2 separate regions of the Sus scrofa genome follow, and region 2 is linked to region 1. A link is a contact called in public promoter capture Hi-C data. All regions are on one chromosome and are shown on one strand. Each heading gives the region's core, a stretch centred on a gene start, on an enhancer-like site or on the middle of the called end of the contact. The rest is flanking DNA. Distances are from core to core; before and after follow the strand shown.

The links. Promoter capture Hi-C pulls out the DNA fragments that hold promoters and counts their contacts.
Region 2: a contact with region 1 is called in a promoter capture Hi-C map of liver, with 5 times the contacts expected there. The contact joins the promoter of FUK here to the enhancer-like site in region 1. A contact is called at or near these places in 3 of 5 promoter capture datasets (fetal liver and liver), 25 of 47 Hi-C or Micro-C datasets (alveolar macrophages, blood, embryonic fibroblasts and 12 more) and 2 of 2 datasets of contacts at active chromatin or transcription factors (alveolar macrophages and skeletal muscle).

What each region holds. Positions count from the first base shown.
Region 1 is chr6:13,415,547-13,418,839 of Sscrofa11.1, forward strand. ST3GAL2 (CMP-N-acetylneuraminate-beta-galactosamide-alpha-2,3-sialyltransferase 2) reads right to left here. Exons shown (of 8, transcript XM_021093795.1): 4 at 177-370. Among named protein-coding and RNA genes, the nearest start is that of ST3GAL2, 39 kb to the right of the region's middle. Within about 2 kb of position 1,920, at least 26 of the 83 cell types and tissues checked have an H3K27ac peak or open chromatin away from gene starts, as enhancers often do. A contact at or near this core is called in liver, omental adipose tissue, retroperitoneal adipose tissue and 1 more, where this site is marked.
Region 2 is chr6:13,470,434-13,473,810 of Sscrofa11.1, forward strand. It overlaps FUK (L-fucose kinase), which reads left to right and starts at 1,338. Exons shown (of 24, transcript XR_002344515.1): 1 at 1,338-1,713.

The sequences.
Region 1 (3,293 bases), core at 670-3,169:
ATCCACCCAATAAACAAAAGCAAGAGACTCAAGCCTGTCACAGAAGAGTCTGGGCATCAGGGCCCCACAACACCCTAAGCAACTGGTAACTCCTGCGTTGCAAGACAAGGCCAAGAAGGCCAGTGCCCCATCCTGGAGGCTTGTCCTAGGCCCAGCCTTCAGCTCCCTAGGCTCACCTCATGATGAAGTTGTGCCCGTCCACGTCTGGCCCATAGCCAGAGCCCCGCAGGTTACCCGAGTTCCCCACCACAGCACAGCGCCGGCACTGGTGGGGGTCCCGGAAACGGTAGGGGTTCTCGCCTGGTACTATCTGGAACAGCTTCTCCAGTACCTCGTTGGTGTTGTGTGACTTGAACTGGGGCTGCAACATCTGTGGAGGGAAGAGGGGGAGAGAGGAGGCGGGGCGGGGAGGGAAGTATGAGTGGGAGGGGACTCCTGACTGCTTCCCCTCCCTGCCCTCACCCTCCAGTGTCCAAGCAGCACACCCCGGGCTCTGTCATGGAGCAGGAATCCTCTCTGAGCAGTGAGAACCCTCCCCTCGTTCAAAAAAAAGGCATGGTCTCCCCATCCAAGACCAGACTGGTGCTCAGCTATCAGGAGCAGCGCCTTGGCCTGGTCAGACCTCAGGGGTCAAGGTTCTATTCAACACACTCTCCAGAGGCCTGCAGGCCTGTGCCCTGAAACAGAGGAACTTCCTGGGCTCATCAAGCATGTGAGGCCCTTGCTCTGCTGTTTCCCTGCAGCAGCTGAGTCTCAGAGCCATTTTGAGGTGGTTATATGCAAAGCCCCACCAAGCTTCGGGTGCTCATTCCCAATAGGCCTGCAGGGGGCACCCCTAGGACTCGGTCTGGAGCCCTGGAGGAAAAGGCAGAGAGGCACACATACACTTTCAAAGTCAGAATGGCTGGGATGAAACTGGTCCCCTGACACCACCAGTGAAGCAAAAGACCATGAAATATGGTCAGGAGAGAGCACTTAAATGCCCACAGTGCCAGGCAAGTAACAGGCAGGTGTGAAAAGGTAGGTGGGGCTTAAGGTAAGCAGCAGCCCCCATCAAAAAGGAGTGACTTCAGGAGTGCCCTTGTGACGCAGCAGGTTCATGATGCGGCATTGTCACTGTAACTGCTCAGGTTGCTGCTGTGGTGCAGTTCGATCCCTGACCCAGGAACTCCCACATGCTGCGAATGGGGCCAAAAATAAATAAACAAATAAACAAACCAAATGTTAAAAAAAAAAAGACGGGGAGTGACTTCAGCCAGTCGTTGCGCCTTGTGAGACTGCCCCCAGAAGGACTATATTTTCTAGCTGCTGAAAATACAGATTTTGTATAAAATTATTAAATTCCTAAACTATGGTAACTACTGCAAATAGTTTAAAAACATTGAGCTGGACCTGGCCCCCAGGTCACCAGTCTGTAAGGGCTTTAAAATGAGAGTTCCCATCATGGTGCAGCAGAAACAAATCCCACTAAGCATGAGGTTGCGGGTTTGATCCCTGGCCTCGCTCAGTGGGTTAAGGATCTGGCATTGCCGTGAGCTGTGGTGTAGGCTGGCAGCTGTAGCTCCAATTAGACCCCTAGCCTGGGAACCTCCATATGCCGTAGGTGCGGCAATAAATAAATAAATAAAAATTTTAAAAATGCTCTGTGGTCCAAGCTGTAATAGGAGCTGGTCAGGGAACAGAAACCATGGAGAGGACAGGGTGGGTCTACTCCTCTGTCTGTTCTCTGAGCACAGGAAGGGCTCCACCACAAGAACATGAATTCAGTGTGGAGAAAAAGCTTAGCCCTGAGACAGGAATTTCTAAGTTGATAACAAAAGGAAGTGACTGGAGAGCAGCAGAAAAGTGGCTTCTGGTGCTTAAACACGCTGGTGCTTACACAGTCCTGAGTTCCCTCCCTGTGAGCGGGGGCCTGGCCTGCCCCTCAGTCTATCCCTGCCTTTGGTGGCTACCACTGAAGACTCTGACCATTAGCCCTGGGCACTCTCTGAACCTTGATTTTCCCCATAAAATGAATACTGTGACTATGAGCAACAGACGGGATCCTTAAGGGCTCTAAGTTCTCATGGGAGGAGTCTGTGGGGCTCCTGGTGACCTCTACTCTGTAAACTTCCCCTCCTTAGGGACTCTGCCAGTCTTGGCCAGGAAGCAGGATCTGTGAGTTACTCTGATAACCGTGATCGCACATCATCCTCACAGCTGCTCTAAATGTGAGAGAAAGGGGAAGCCGTCACCCTCTCCATTTGCCAGCTAGGGAAACCAGGGACCAGGAGCTGCCTTTTAAGTCGCCCAGTGGGGAATGCCAGCAGCATGCAGGCCCCTGGATTAAGTACTGAAATACCTCTGATGCGTGGCAACCAGATGGCCCTGGCACAGTCTGGGGAGTGATGCTCCAGAGATGACAGGGACAAGGTGAAGGGAATTAAAGTAGCAGAAAGGTGCCGAGATACAGAACAGCAGGGAGGCTTCGGCATACTTGTCCCCTCATGCCCCGCCCCTGCTGCTTAGCCCCCAGAGGAGGTGACAATGCTTATGTAACCCAACCCAGAAGAAAGTATTTTCCAGCAATTGTAAAGAACCAAGTGAATGGCATGGCGCTTAAAATTATTTTGAGCAAATATTTACAAATTAGGATACTTAGAAAAAAAATTGGGACTCCTTTTTTTTTTTGTTTTTGTTTTTTGGCAACCCCGTGACATACGGAGGTCCCAGGCCAGGGATCAGATCCAAGCCGCAGTTGTGACCTAGATCCTTTACTGTGCTAGGCCAGGGACAGAACCTATGTCCTGGCACTGCAGAGATGCCACCAATCCTGCTGTGCCACAGCAGGCACTCCAGGGACATTTGGGTTCTCTTACAGGGTCAGAGGATCCAGCAGTGATGGGCTGCCTTTCTGCATAGCAACAATCACTGGAGTTGTGTGGCTGCCTCCTTTATAAAGGGAAGGACTTCATTCCATGGGCATGGTCCTCACTTGTAGCCATCTTCCCCCTGGGGACCTGCTTCTCCTATCTATTTTACCTCCCTGACTTTGCAGGTATTTGTGGTCTATATTTGGCTCCTATAGGCACTAGAAAATACTAGTCCTCTCTCCTTCCAAGCCAAAGCTCACTAATCTATGAGCTTCAGAATCTATGATCCTAATAGCTGGCTCTGGTCCAGGGAACCTCACACTTTGTTAAGGCTCTGGGGGCAAGAAGACAGCCCAAATCCAAGAAGGGGCTTTAACAGGGGGGACAGACCCTTAAAGAGGGGGCAGCAAAGGGGAAGCCGGAGAGACCGTGTCTTTCTCA
Region 2 (3,377 bases), core at 88-2,587, 54 kb after region 1:
GATTGATCTTTATTCCTTCCTTCATTTAACATTATTTTAACTACCTGCAATGTCCTAGCCACGTTCTAGTGACTGAGGCTCCAAGAGAAAACAAACCACAGATCCTGCCTTAATGGGGCTACATGGGAATAATAACAACAATCATTGTAATAATGGCTAACATTTTTGGAGCATTTACTGTGGAGTCAAGCATTTACCTTTTATTGTGGCAGGGGGGTGGGGGGCAAGCCAGAGGCATGCAGAAGTTGCCAGGCCAGAGATCAAACCTACCCCACAGCAGCGACCCTGAGCCACAGGAGTGACAATGCCAGATCCTTAACCCAATGAGCCACCAGGCAACTCTAAGCAGTTACTTAGTTTATCCTCCTAGCAAGTTCAGGCATTTGATACTAGTATTTTTTTTTTTTTTGCATTTGATACTAGTATTAACACATTTTACAGATGAAGACAAAAAGACACAGAGTAGCCAAGTGACTGGCCAAGGTTACAGTTAGAGCAGAATCCCTCATCTTCTCTGAGACTGACCACTTGGGCCTCTCAGGCTCACCATTAACAACAGTAGATTTGGAAAGTAATTCTCATAAGAAAAATTCAAACAATACAAATAAAGCTCAAGTTCTCCCTGTTTATCTCCGTCCTTGGCAGTCTCCTTCCAGTCCTGTTCCTGTTCTTATGTCCTATGTGTCCAGATACATATTTATTTTTGTGGCTCTGCCTGCAACATGGGGAAGTTCCTGGGCTAGGGATAGAAGCCCAACCACAGCAGTGACAACGCTGTATTCTTTAACCCTAGGCCCTCACATACATTATTTTTGACATGAGTAGCTTCCCATGCATAATGTTCTGTTACAAACTGTGGCGAACATCTTTCTCTATGGTACCTACAGATTTAGCTCATTATTTCTGACTGCTGCATGGTATTCCATAGCATAGATGTGCCTAGTTTATTTTTCCAGTACCCTAGAAAGAGACAGAGGGAAAGATTCCAAATTTCCGCCACTACAAACAATACTGCCATTCATAACTTTTCCAGAAGATCCACAGATCTTCCCACTAGAGAGTTAGAAAGTTTCTACCGGAAACTTTCACGTGATGAACCCGCGAGAGCATGGCCAATTGCCAATCCAACCGTAGTCGCTCACGCTCGAACGACACTTGTGGCTTTTTTCCCCTCCCAGTTAGATTTTTTTTTTTTTTCTTCTTCTTCTCCCTCCTCTTCGTAGAAAAACCGCGGCCCCACGTCCGGGCCACGGGGTTGAACGAACAAACAAAATCCAAACCTGAAACCCGGAGTTCCGGAAAAAGAGCTTTGTCTTTAAGACGCACTCGTTCCTCTGGGAGTTGTAGTTTTGCTGCCCAGCGGAGCTCCCTTTTCCCCGTCACGCCCCTTCTCGAAGTGAAGACTCACTGCCCTTTAGGAAAGCGGTGCCCTGACCACCTCCGTTTGCCATTTGTGTTAGCTGAGAGGTCGTCTTTTGGGGGCGGACAAGCCAAGGCTGGAGGAGGGCTGAAACTACATTTCCCAGGGTGCTCAGCGAAGGCACACACAGCCTCGCCTTAAAAAGTCCCCTGCGCCGAGCGCCGGGAGGAGGCAGGTATGCTGTAGGTCCCTGTGGGTCCCAGCATTTGCACACCCCAGTACCGCAGCTGCTTCCCAGCCCACACTTTTGGACCCGCGGGGACTGAGCTGAGCCGCTGGCTGGTTTCTGATAGGTAATAGTTTCCGGGAGCTCTGCTGGCACCCCCGTCTCCTACTTGCTGTAGGGGGAGTCTGTATGGTCCCTCTATTCGCTGGTCTGGGTGTTTCTGGGGACGCCCAAGATTGGAACGACAGGCAGGTGGGGCGCTGGATGCCAGCGCTGGTGGTTGCTTTGAGGTCACTTCTCCTGCCTCAGTTTACCCCATCGGGGCTCGTCATTACCCACAAATCTCAATTATATGCCGTTTGTGTAATTTGCAATGCAATTTTACTCCCAGTCACCCTTACTCTGCCTGTTTTTCCTCCTAGAAGGCAAATCAGATCCCTTCCTGAGGCTGTTTTTTCCCTTTAAAGCTCTAAAGTGCAAAATCCATGCCCCACCTCTCTTCAAAAAGCAAATATGAAGAAGCCTTATTGTTTTATTCTGTTCCTGGCTCCCCTTCCCTGTCCTGATTTTGGCAGCGTGTGGCTGAGGACAGTAAAAACTATTTGAAATTGGCCTCAGTAGATTAAGTTCTGTTGGAAGTGTGCACAATATTGGAATAGAGGCCTGTATTCTCTAAGAGTTCTGTGCAGATGTCAGGTGTGACAGAGGGTAAAGACTCCAGGAGAGATGTCTGTTTCTACAGGCTAGGTAAGAATATGAACCTTGGAGTTAGTTGGACACCTGACCTACCTGTACTAGTTGTATGTGACCTTGGGCAGATGATTTCATTTCTTTAAGCTACTGTTCCCTGATGTACAATGTAAGTGTGGTAAAATTCAACTCATAGGGCCATTGAGTGGGTCACATGAGCTAATACTTCAGCGTGTCTTTGGTATAGTGCCCAGAAAAGACACTCTTTAAGCTACTGGTGCTATTCCATCTTTTGTGTTCTCAAAACACCCTTTAGGCTGATCTGGCAAGGCAGGCTACCTGGTCTTGGCTGATTTCTCCAGGCCTTCTCTGGGTTTTTTCTTCTTTAGGGGCATCTTTGACCCAGAGGGTATTTCAGAGCCTTCACTCCAACCTGCTTTAGGGTCAGGTTTTACTCTCCTGCTGCTTTCCCCCACTAGAAAGAACTACTATTCATTGAGCTCCTGCTTTGTGCCACATATTTTATGTCTTATTTAATGCAACGGTCCTAGGAGGTTAGTATCTTTGGCCCTAGTTTTCAGATTAGTAAACTGAGGATCAGAGAGGTTAAGTAACCTGCTCAGGATCACACAGGAAGAGGCAGAGATGAGAACTGACCCCTGGGGATTGATTCTCAGCCTAAGACTATTCCTCTGCCCCAATCTCTCTTTCTCTCTCTCTTTTTTTTTTTTTTTTTTTTTTTTGTCTTTTTAGGGCTGCACCTGCGGCATATGGAGGCTCCCAGGCTAGGGGTTGAATTGGAGCTACAGCTGCAGGCCTATGCCACAGCCACAGCCACAGCCACTCAGGACCCAAGCTGCATCTGTGATCTACACCACAGCTTACAGCAACACTGGATCCTTAACCCATTGAGCAAGGTCAGGGACTGAACCCACGTCCTCATGGATGCTAGTCGGGTTTGCTAACCACTGAGCCACAACCGGAACACCCCTCTGCCCCAATCTCTGATAGAGGACAGTCCAGATTGTGCTGTCCTCCCTTCTCTGCCCATGACTTGTCATCTGCCCAGTTGTCTCAGTCACTGTTCCACGACCAGTCACT